2 separate regions of the Anser cygnoides genome follow, and region 1 is linked to region 2. Evidence: chromatin contacts called from public Hi-C data. All regions are on one chromosome and are shown on one strand. The core of a region is the stretch at or near the end of the contact, and the rest is flanking DNA. Distances in the headings are between cores, read along the strand shown. Region 1 has its middle 62 kb from the start of NR2F2. Region 2 has its middle 280 kb from the start of NR2F2.

Evidence for each region. Hi-C and Micro-C count contacts between places; a contact is called where the count stands out from the background.
Region 1: a contact with region 2 is called in a Hi-C map of liver, with 8 times the contacts expected there. The contact joins two enhancer-like sites. A contact is called at or near these places in 2 of 7 Hi-C or Micro-C datasets (both in liver).

The regions. Positions count from the first base shown.
Region 1 is chr11:5,354,877-5,361,188 of Taihu_goose_T2T_genome, forward strand. No RefSeq gene overlaps it. Among named protein-coding and RNA genes, the nearest start is that of NR2F2, 62 kb to the left of the region's middle. Within about 2 kb of position 2,740, at least 1 of the 3 cell types and tissues checked has open chromatin away from gene starts, as enhancers often do. A contact at or near this core is called in liver, where this site is marked.
Region 2 is chr11:5,574,351-5,580,245 of Taihu_goose_T2T_genome, forward strand. No RefSeq gene overlaps it. Among named protein-coding and RNA genes, the nearest start is that of NR2F2, 280 kb to the left of the region's middle. Within about 2 kb of position 4,266, at least 1 of the 3 cell types and tissues checked has open chromatin away from gene starts, as enhancers often do. A contact at or near this core is called in liver, where this site is marked.

The sequences.
Region 1 (6,312 bases), core at 1,490-3,989, 220 kb before region 2:
GATAGTCATCATGACTGTGATTGTGTCACTATTCGACACTAAGAGAGCAGCTCTTTAAAAATGAGCAAAAGCAGTGAAGTTATTAAGTCAGATTTCTCTTTCTAGGGGAGCACAGTACTGCATGCTTGGTTATAAACCTAAAACATAGGTTTCAAATCCTTTAATGTTAAACTTTTGATTAGATGCTTCAGTGTATGGAATTGCTGGGGAAATAATCATGTATTTGTCTCCCAATTTAAAATGTTTATTTTTGACCCATTTCAAATTAGATTTCTGAGGTGTTGGATGTCTGAAATGAGGTCCTTCAAATTTTAGTCACCATTAATAAGCAACTTATAATGGTCTCCACTGCTTTATAGCCTGTTGATTCAACTGATATTCAAAATTTGGTTCTATACTAGGGTGGGGAACACCCTTGCATCACCCAAAGTTGCCCCACAGAGGAAGAAAACACTGACTGGAGTCTCTGGCTCTGATTACTTTCTGTTTGCCCTTAGGGTGTCCAGCTGCTGAAAGGCAAGCTCTTATTAGTTTCACCACTATATGAAGCAGCTTTGAAGACAGTTGGTTTTGGGGCACCTTTTTGACTAGGGTACCAAGTAGAAGGGCTTACAGACAGTGGCATTCAAAACGAATTGCATCTGATGCAGTTTTATACCTTGATGTTGTCTGAAAACATATTTGGATGGAAACATTGGTACTTTTTAATCTAAGTCAAAGCTTATTAGGTGCAATGTTTTTTGTTAGATACTATAATAAAACTGGAAAGAACAGACAGCTGTTGGGCATTGGAAGCCTTCCTTATGTCTGAAACACAGCATCAGGCCTGGCTAAATAGAGTTGAAAATAGTTGCCACATGTTAACTATATTGGAAATGTTAATTATGGAACTGTTTGATACTCATGAGAAGAAAATAAAGAAAAAGCTTCTTTTCAGGTTTTCCTACTTCCATCCTGTTTAAAAAATAAATACCTATCTTCTAATTTTTCTCATCAAAGAGAATAAATAACGGTTTGGATTTTTTCCATCACTTTTTTTTCCCTCCTTTGCAGTCCCATCCTTCTCCCTGTTTTTACTAGTTTTTGGACTAACACTTTCAGATCTTTAACTCTGGAGAAGTTACAGAAGGGGAACAAAAGAAAATTGAAACTCTCTAAAGTGGTTGTGCTAGTTTCATTTTTCTTTCTGCTGTTACAACTTTTCCAAACCAAACTGAAATTTTGGATATCATTCACTTATTCAACTACACTAACAAAAAGGAAAAATGAGAGGAAATGGACAGGGAACAAAAATAATTCCAGCACTTGCAAAAAATATCATGTAAACAGTAAAAAAAAAAATCAAATTATTATATTTTGGACCTTTTCAAGTGGAAAACACGTGAGTTTTGATTTTTTTTAATGAAAAAGTTCTTCCATTTTTCGGCTGCTTTGCAAAATCTGAAGACCTCAGCTGTTTTCATCACTAGTGTTACTGCATTTCTACTTGTCTTGGATCTTGCTTTTACAAGATGCTATCGCTGCTATGCTGTGTCTCTTCTGAATTAACTGAGCTTTTCAGCTGCATATTTTAAGTCTACACGAGTCAAACGTTCATTGGACTCATCAGTCATCAGCCCCATATATCACTAATGCCAACTATGATACTAAGATGACTCATGTCCTAATTATTTTGAATAACAAGTGTGCTCTTGTGATAGGACAATATGATTTTGCTTGCTACAGAATGGATTGGCAGAAAGTGGCCACATAAAGCAGGCTTGCAAAACAATCATGAAAATGCATGTTGGCACAAAATTGCTCACTCTTCCCTATTTTCACAAGTTTTTTTTTTCCCCAGTGGGTCCATTAAGCCCCTTTCCCCTGGCTCTTTGTAGGTAACAGGTACTTGAAAGTTTAAACCTGACAATAAAATACACACTTTTAAATTACTTTTATGCAGTTGAATTATTTCAGCTGTGATGTGTTATGAAAACTAACTAGGCAAAAGATCCACCAAAGTGGTTGTATTTTTTTGTGACTGTAATTCCCTTTTGATCACTCAACATCTATAATGCAAGAGAACCCTGGTAACACTACTTTATGTGTATTACATCTTCTATACCTGTTAATAAAAAAGAGAAGAAATCTCAGGCAGACCTGGTGGACATCATGTTGGCTTTCATCATATGAGATAAATGTGGAGCCCAGGGAAACTACTGGACCATGAAATAGAATAGTTCATGTGGAAGGGACCTACAGAGATCATCAAGTCCACTGACCACTTCAGGACTGAACAAAAGTTAAAGCATGTTATTAATGCTGGACTGTAAATTGTAGTGTCTTGAGTGGGGGCCTGTCCTGTTCAGAGCATGGCATGTGATGGTGTGAAACACTTTGGACCGTAATTGCTTGCCCTCTTCTGGTTTAACACCTCAGTGATTCAACACCCCAAGATTTTGCCAGGAGATAGGTGGTGCTGAGCTCTGCTCTCCTCCAAGCAGCCTCACTCACAGCAGTACCCGAGCTAGCTACTTTAAAGCATCTCTATGCTGTTCTGTAGTTTACTGAAGACTTTATATTTACAACATTGACCACGGAAGGCTGCCTCTCATTTGCAATCTTCAGATGTAGTCAAAGAGGTTGTTATGTTCCAGCAACATCTATCACTCATTGACCAGGAAGACCCTTGTGCAGTTGTTGCCCCCACCTCCATACCTTGTAGCCACATGTTAATAGGTGGCAATTACTTGGTTGTGGTTTTATAACCATTTGGTTCCCACAGTACTTCAAGAAGCAATGAGCAGAGTTTTGCTTCCAAGTGAGCGTATTGGGAAGTTTCCTTTCATTCTTTGAGATGTGAAGTTGTCCAGACTATCCATGTTGTAGGCGGGTGACAATGAAACGCTTGGCAAAGTTATCCTAAATCCCCACCAGCAGAAAACAAACTGTTTCTGAGACAAAGTTGCCCTTTTAAGCTCAAATGGAAAACAAGAAGGTAAAATGTAGAGGAGCATGTGGACCACACAAAATGTAAACCGCTAGCTGATCTTTGGCCTGATCCAAACAAATACTGTTGAAATCATTGAAAATATGCCAATTGACTTCTGTGGGATTTGCAGCAGGTTCTAAGTTGGCAACTATCCTTTCTAGCAAACAAATCTTGTCTACTTTTACATTTCAGGCTTGTAGTTAATCAAGTTACCGAGACAGAAATGTCTTTGGCATGGACATGTTTCTCTGTTTCTTTTCCCTGCAACTAATAATGTTTCCACACAAATCACTTCCAAAAAAACTCAAAGGCCAGTATTTAGATAAGCAATATCAAAATGCTTCAGCATTAAGCTGTGATAAGTATTTCCTCCTGTTTGTTGTAAGAAAGAAGGTTTTACACAAGCCATGTAGTCTTAACTTTCACCAAGTTAAATAAAGGTTTAGTAAAGGATTTTGTGCCCTTTTAACCCCCAATAACCAGAGTGCATCCTGTGTGACCATTCATTACGTATGAAATGGCTGTAATTTATACCAAATGGGGTAGGTGAATTCAAACAGAAAGATACCAGCGATGATAAAAAGATAACACTTCTCCGTAACAGATGCTTCATTTTATGATGGAAATGGGGAAGCTGAATGCTGCAGGTGCCGGGCTGACACTAGGCCTGTGGAGAATCATTAGAGCCTCCTCAGAGATCTAGGTTTACTCTGTGTTTAATCAGCCACAGTCAGAAGAAATGGCTTCATTTCAGCTTGATGAGAGCCAGATTACAAAAGGAAGATAGATGGCCAATAAGGTTCATCACTATAAGCATATTGTCTTAATTTGAAGAAACAAGCTGGCATTCTGTGCTGAGGAAAAGTGAAGTGCAATATGGCTAGTATCAAAAACTAGTTATTTAAAGTCTCCCTGCTCCCCACAATGAAAATATTCTGGCTGTTCTTCCTTTGACTAAAATATTACAAAATATTGCATATGCTGCAAATGCCCAAGTTTACTCAGAAGATACCTCTGCTTTGGGTTCCGAAATGCTGAAACCTCTCAAAGTCATTTTGCTTGTCTTAATTCTCCAGCCACTTATTTATACTTACATATATTGTAAGCATAAATATGTTTCTGTGTAATCACGAGTGAAAAGGTTTGAATGGACTATTGATCAAAAAAAGTCTCTGAGCATAATATGAACACGCACCGTCTAAAAGGGTCGCGGTGCAGCCATCTATCATGACTTTCCACGACAGGACAATGAGGCTGTCAGCTGGGGGCTTGCCGTGACAGGGGATGGGCCTTTGGGAAAAAAATAATAAAATAAAATAGGGACCTATGCCAGGGAACTTGTTCGTATAAAAGATAAACACAACCAGAGTTCTCTGCTTCCCGAACGAACCGTGTGATTCATTGCTATTGCTTAGCTTTTCCTTAGAGCTGGCTTTTTCCTCTTGTGCATGGACTGACTTTTATAAGGTTCAGGAGTGCTCCTTTGAACCAGCAGAGCTCTCAGGATAGGAGTATTGGGGCCTAGCAGGATGATAGGAACAGTATAATTATTACTGTTTATTTTACAGTAGAATCCAGATGTTTTTATTGAAGTTGGAACCTTTTAGTATCAGGCAATCTGCAAATATGTGCAACAGTGATTTTTCTTCCTGTTTTGAATTGTGAATCCATAGGAATTTTCTCTTCAGTGGTAAATTTAAACATCCTAACAATAGGTTTACTTTTCTAAATTCTCACAGATCTCTTAAAGGAAGTCCTGTGCCCTGGGGCTACCCAGATCACTCGTGCAGAGCTTGGGGAACAAAACCATTGAGCATGATAGCTATAGTTAGGGAAAGCTGGGGACTGAATTCAAGATAAATTGGGAATTGTAGTAAATGAATCCCTGTCTCAAAAGAAGTGGTGTGATAAGTGCTTGATCCATAAAGCCTCAGAAATCAGACTTTCCAGTAACTTACTGGATTTTGGAGCAGGCCCAAAGGTGTAAGAAAGCAGAAGACTTGGGGAAAAAGAGAAGACAGAAGGGAAAGCAGGAGACAGAAGAACATGGAAAACTGAAAGCATTAAAAGGATGCTTTAACAAATGCTATTGTGTGTATAATTTTGTAATTGTAATGAGCATTGTAATGATTTTCTATGTGTTGAAGAATTAGTGTGTGGTGGATTGTTTTGACGGGTGAAACTATAGTTAATTTATGGAGTTTGGGAAGCTCTGAGACTAATCCTGCTTGAGGGAGAAGTGGATAGTCAGGTTGAGCTCAGGACAAAAACGACTGAGATGAAGGAATGGTTGTGGGGGGGCCCAACTGGGAAGCGTCCTTGGATTAAAACAAGAATTTTGCGCCTTGATGCAGTGGAGGAAGAAGAGGAACTGATAGAAAATATGAAAAAAGCATGATACAGCCAGAAGAATTGGGCCTTAAGTTGGTCTTGAACAATATTTTTGACAAAGTCCCAGAGGATATTGTGCTTTGCTCAAGACATACTGCAGCCCAGCGGAGTCACCATGGCAGAGGAAATGGAAAAAAGATGAGCAGAGTACTTCTCAGAAGACGGGGCCTGAATGAGTGTTCCCAGATAAATAGTATGTTATGCAGAGGAACAGTTTGCTTTTGTTTTTGTCCTGACCCCAAGAAGACTGCTGGTGTTTTTGCTCTTCCTTACACTCACTTTGTAAAAACAGGCTCATTTATTTTTTCCACCTTCCTTTGTTCTAACTTCACCCAACTTTGCATATTAAGATGAAAGTGAAGCAAATCCTACTGACTTTACAGGTCTGAAGGGAATTAGGAATTTGACTCATCAAAATTATCTCTACTCCCACACTGTTATTTTTTTTTTTCCTGAAACGCTGAAGAAATGCACTCCTTCATCCCTCCCACATTTTCCTAATGTCTATTTGGAACAAAAGCAGAATGATCCCAAGCAAGCGGCCACTTTCAAACAGCTCAGGCTACACCACATCTGTGTTTCTGCTGTACCTGCTATCCTGCTAGCCTGAGACAGCCTGAGCTGCCGCCTTATTTTATGGCTGTACTGACACAATCCTGCAGTGAACCATGCGACCCCTGAAGTGTTTAGAAAGGTGCATTTGTGTAGGGGAGACTTTTTTTTTTTCCCCTCTGGAGTAAATCAGAGGCTCCTAGATAATCTCGCATGAACGCATTATTGACTCGGACCTTTCCCTAGGCAAGGAAGGCTGCATTTTTTTCAGAAAACGATACGCCGAAGCGTTCACAAAGTGGAGACTTAGGAAGCTTAACAATTGGTAGAAATATTATCATCAGCTATCATGGTAACATTATCCAGCCATTCCCACCCACAGATACACATGCACTCAC
Region 2 (5,895 bases), core at 3,016-5,515:
TTCTAAATTATATGGCTTAGTTTTCTCTTTTCCTCATGATGTGATACTTCATGTTACACTGAAAGAATAAGAATATGAGTTTATTAAGTTTACTCAGAAAACTATTCAGTCATCTGTATGAGCTCTTGGAGCTATGTCAACATTTTCTTGAAAGATATCTGAGATTATTTGATGTTTACTTTTTTAAGTACAGTATTTGTGAGTAAAAGTGCACAAGAACATTTTATTACATTTTAAATGTAATTCCTGATCCCAAGGTGCTGTCTATATAAATCTGAACAAACCTACGAAATCACTATCTATATTAGATCAGCAAATCCTCTCAGTCCCAGAACTGGCCACTGTGTTAAGAATAAGAGGCAAAAGTGAAATTCCTTGGTAATAAAACTTCTGAGCCTTGACAACTGTGAGGTAATGCCATTTCTTGCAGCATTGCCTAGACCTTTCAAAGTACACTACTCTTTATTATATGCCTTTCCTCTGCCCCTAAACCTTCACTTCTAAAATGCACATCTCACAGGTAACTACTATATAATGTACTTTTCAATCAACCTCCTAATTCACTCAATGCAGCATGAGTTTTAGATAAACCAGGAAGATGTGAAATGCAGAATAAAAGGCTTAGGTTGTACAATATGACTCACCTGTTTTAAATCTTTTGCTATCTATGGAAAAAATACCGACAGAGCTCTTCTCCAGGGTAATTCATGGTGGCCCAGCTCTTCTCCCAGGTAGCGAGGACACTGCCTCGCTGCATCCCCACAAGCTCCTGCCCCAATCTTTTTGGAGGATTTACATCTTCTTTCAGCTCATTTTCACTGAGCCTTTTGTCAGGCCATGTGTAAGCAACAGAATGATGATTCCCTTAGATCCACCAGCTCTGCAGGGGGAATTTTGCCCAGTAAGCCCCAGTGCCTATGCTGGTATTCTCACTCTAATATGCTTCCCTGTTTCAGCCAGCAGTGGAACTGGATAGCACTGGAAGGACTTAGATGTTTTTGCTTTTTTGCTGTCTTTGGTTTCAAGAAAAAAAAAATCCTAAAGGTATAACAAAGGGTGAATCAGATTTCATCTGGAAAGCAGAACGAGAAGACTCGTAAGGGCCTGTCTCCTAATTACCAGATTTCCCATAACGTATGTGTAAATCCCCTAAACAGAAGAACCTAAATGCAGCATTAAAATTTGTGTTGTGGTTTGTAAGCAGATCCAAGCTTTTGCAAAGTAATTGCTGGCTGCTGCTGTTATTATTTACACTTGCACATGAAGACCATGGTGGGCTTGTCCCTGCTGGCAGTGTGGGTAGGTTTAAATTTACTCTGATCAAGTCAAAATACCCTGCAGAGAGGCTCAGGTTCAGTATCATGCTAATAAAGTGTGTGACTCTTGGACAAGAGCTGCTCTCCATCTGGCAAGCACAGAGCATGAGCTTGTGTAGGATTTCAGTTGTGTGCAGTAATCCCTACAGATGTACACAAAAGTTTTTTTGGGACCTAATACCTGAGAAATACATGCAAAAATACAGCCCCATCTCAAAAATACACACTCCAGAGATAACAATTATAGAGTTCACAGAAGTGCTTATAGATAAATGTAAGGGGCAGCTACTAATTATATACACAGATTTTCTTTCCTTTTTTTTTTTTTTCCTGCTTTAGTCAAGCTAATCTTTACTGTACAAGGTAGAGCATGGCCAATATGGAAACATCTGTGTTATGCAAATTCTCCTAAACTGGTTAGGTTCGGGAGAACCTTTAGGTATCAGGTAACTGAATATAGTTTGGAGCTGCTCCATGTAGAGAGAATCAGCATTTTCCAGCAAGTCTGTCTAGCAAAAAATCTGTGTGGTTATTTTTGATGCATACACAGATGTGGGCTTCTATGTTGACTGCTTTCAGCTGAAGCTAGTAGTAGTTTAAAAACTGAAAAAAATACTAAGGTACTGAGAAAACTAAAAGACAGATTAAATTCATCCTTAGATTTCCAAACCAAATTTCCAGCCATCTTAGTTGTGGTAGGCTTTTTTCACATCTTGAATGTTCTTTAAGAAACACCCCGTCTCTCTTCCATGGTCCCATACCACTTCCCTTGACATCCATAGTGAGGCAGTGAGTGGGTCCTGGACCTGCTAGATCCTCTCCATAGAGACTAGTAAGGCTGGAGCTGTTAATGCCAACCCAAGGCAAGAGAGTGTCCTTGCTGCATGATGAGTCATTGAGACTAATTGCAGGGGAAGACGCCAGCCCTTACAGAAAAGAAACCGCCAAGCTGATCTGGCAGCAGTTGGTGAAGATGAAGCTTTGGGACAACACTGGGTACCCCAGGACCTGGTATTGTGGGTCCAGCTCCTAAAACACCAGGTCTGCTATGCTGTGGACAACAGATGCAAAGGTCTTGAAAATGAATCCTGCCAAGGCAAATAGTTTTCAAAAAGTTGGGTTGCTTCACTGCTGGAAGGACTTGCTGCTATCTGGCACTGAAGCTCAGGGGATTAACATTTCGTACCCATAGCATTGAAATAAATAGGAAATAATTTCAGAAATTAAACAGAGTAGCCTGATGATTGTCTTTGTAAATGTAAGCTTGGCCTGGTACATTCATACTGGTCAGAGGTAAGTGACTCTTCTCTGAAAAATATTTTATATCACATTAATTGTAAACATGCTGAAATGGTCTCTGCTGCTCCTGCCGCTGATTCACTGGTGACCTGTATAAGGAGGCAACACATGCTTACTGTTAAAAAAAGAACAGAAGGATCATCTATTGCTCAGATGAAAGACAGAGACAAAATAACCAATCTGTAATGCAGATTTATTAATAGTCATTCACTGGTTTTCACTGAAATACTCTTCATGTAACCTTGACTTTATTAAGTAGTCCTTAAGGTGCATTTTGAAGACAGATAATGAGTTTGGGGAATAGTCTTATCTACATCAAGCTAATCTTTAACAGCTTGGAAGGGAACTCACAGAAACTTTTCCACTTTAAGTGACATAGCCATGTTCAAATCAAGCCTTTTAAAATGTCATTTTAATAGGAAGAGTTTACAGGTATTTTTAATAGCTACACTTCTTAGAGGAATTTGATTTAAACAAAGGTGATAGAAACATTTATTGAGTTTTTAATAGTATTAATGGGGCTGGAGGGAAGTGGCACTGGCGAAGTGGGAACACAACTGCCTGCAGTTGAGTGGCACTTCGTGTCGCGATTAATTGACAGGGCCACTCTTCCTTGGAAAAGCAGCTTCTTTCACAGTGGCGGTCTCTTTAAAGGGGAGGGCTGGTGGGAAGGCAGGGGTTTTGAATGGTATTTGGCTGCTGAGCATGCACATGCCGCATTGTCCCGCTTCCACGGGGAGAAGAAGTTTGCAAGAACCTCCTGACCCCGCGCCGACGCACCAACCGCTTGGGTGCGTGTGCATGGGCTAGAGACGGGTGGGGAGGGAAGGACAAAAGGAATGCAAAGAAAAGCAAACCAAGGGTCACTATTTTAATGAGACAGCTCTGAGATATCCCATCTGCACTTCTCCCCAGTTTGCAGGATGTCCTTGAGAATAATTTCACTTTTCCCATATGATGTGTAGAAATGCAGACGTGGATGTGCACCCATAGGCACACAGCAGCCTTTCCCTCTAGTTGCTCACACTGCTGGCTGAATCTTAACCCTCTTGGACAGCCAGAATCCTCTTCTGCTGATTCCAGTTGGCTTAGCTCATGTTGTTTTGCTTTCTTTATTGTTTGGGCATCATATGTCCCAGCTCTCCCGAGTGCACACACATTTGGTTTCTGACTAATGCGAGGCCTCCGTCAGAGAGACAGCGTTTGTCATCTAACATCCAGAGTCTCTTGGAGTCAGGTCATGACTCAGACACCACAAACTGTATACAGAACAGACCACAAATTCCTCCAGTAGGATTGAACAAGGCTTTCCGAGAAGCCACTTCCCCCACTGGTTATATCCTAACCCTGGCTGACAGGTAGCAAATAACCATAGCTCTCGTGGCATTTTTTGTGAATATTTTTTCTTACATTTTTTTGATTGTCGTATTCCTGGCTGTTTAAAATCCTGCCTTTGTGTGTGCATATAGAACATGCTTTTATCTAAAAAGGCGTTATGGTAATATCAGCACTGGTCAACATTAAGGTTCAAGGCTGAGGGTTTTGAATGGGCACCAAACGCTGGGGCGAAACTCAGCCTGCTTGCTTAAGGTTTCCTAGAGCTGCTCCTGTGTGCTTTGTGCACGAAACCCATAAATCGGCCGGGGTCTGCTTGAATGGCTCGTGAACTTTGGCAAAACCTTTCGATGAACCTGCTGGGGGCTGGGAGGAGTGAAGTTTAGGAGGAAACCTGACTCCAGGTGAGCTGCACAGGCTGGGGACTAGCACACATTTCCAATTTGAAGGCAGAATCAGAGTTAACAAATCTGCTAACAAGACTTGCACACTTGCTGACCAGCAGTAAATCCCATCTCGATTTATTACCAAATGCAGCACTTTGGCATGAGTCCTCCGTGTCATTTTGTAAGTGGATGGGGAGCAAGTCACAATCTTAAATCCTTGCTGGAAAACCTGGTCGTGAGAACCAGCTGGGGTACAGCTCTTTGATTTAACTTTTCTCTCTCTCCTTTTATTTTTATTTTTTTAAACAAACCAAGATAATTCATCTGCCAACGCACTATTCTGTGCTCTTTTGTCAATAGAAAAGTTGTTTTGCTAATGGTTATCTGTCTGCAAGTCCTTGACCTGCTTGTAAACACATTTCTGCAGGAAAACCCCAGGCCATGGCCTCGAGCCTTTACGTCAACAAGAAGAGATAAAGTGACCAAAACTTAACCTGATCTGGCCTGGAGTGCCCTCTACTGCCCCTTGACCAAATACTTCCCTAATCTGCGTCCTTCTGAAAGGAACAGATTGTTGTGTAAAGAAGTATTACCTGGAATGAAATCAATTTTCGGAGCCCAACTTCCTCCTCCCTTACCCCTGCCCGTAGCCCAAGCCAACTGAGTCGCTGGAGGTTAAGGAACAAGGTCTGGGTAGGTTTGGGTGGAAGGGCAGGAATTTTCCCCCAAAACACCCCTCTGCCCCTGCTCCAGGCGCCTGGCACGGCCGGCAGCCTGCAGGCGGTCCGTCACGCTGCGTTGTACGCACCACCTTCCAAGCCGTGGAACAAATGCGGGACAAAACCAAACTTGCCGATCAAGTTGCTTTTGAAAGCAGTTCTCTGATCCCCCAGGATTTGTTCTGGATTTGTTCCTCAATACATCCAGGATGTGGGGAGCTGCTAACACCCTGACAAGGCCCAAATTGTGGTGGGGGGCTCTGAGCTTTGTTCGTAAAAGGCTGGACTAGGAAAGTTGAGGTGTTCTGTAACAGGGAAATGCACCCTGTGGCAAGTCTGATGTTCAACACGAGAACGAGAAAGGAGAAAACACAGGGCAGCTCAGAGATAAGATGACAAACTCCAATTGCAGTTCACAACGGGAGCATTCATTGTGTTGTGCCTCTGTTTTCACCCTGCTTTAACCACTCGTGAAGCTGCTGCATGGGGAAGTTGGACACGAAGTGGGAAGCTGGTGGGTCATGTTCCCCAAAATCTTTGCTACCCCAAGCCAAATTTTTTTTGTTGTGATTCTCTACCCTTCCCTCCAGGACCCCGCAGTAGATAGACATATCTTCACAACCTGTGTGCCTGGGTAAAGTAGTGGTTTGGGCTGAGTATTGCACCCCTTACTTTCATAGGTAGGATTAATTCATTTTATGGAATTTCACAGGAAGCATTTCACTCTCTATTGCCCTTAGGTGGCATTTTTAGGAGACAAAGCAAAGACTTGTAGAAAAATGATACAGTTTTTATTTTTGCTTAACAACAACAAAAAATCATAAAATGTGTTTGCTATTT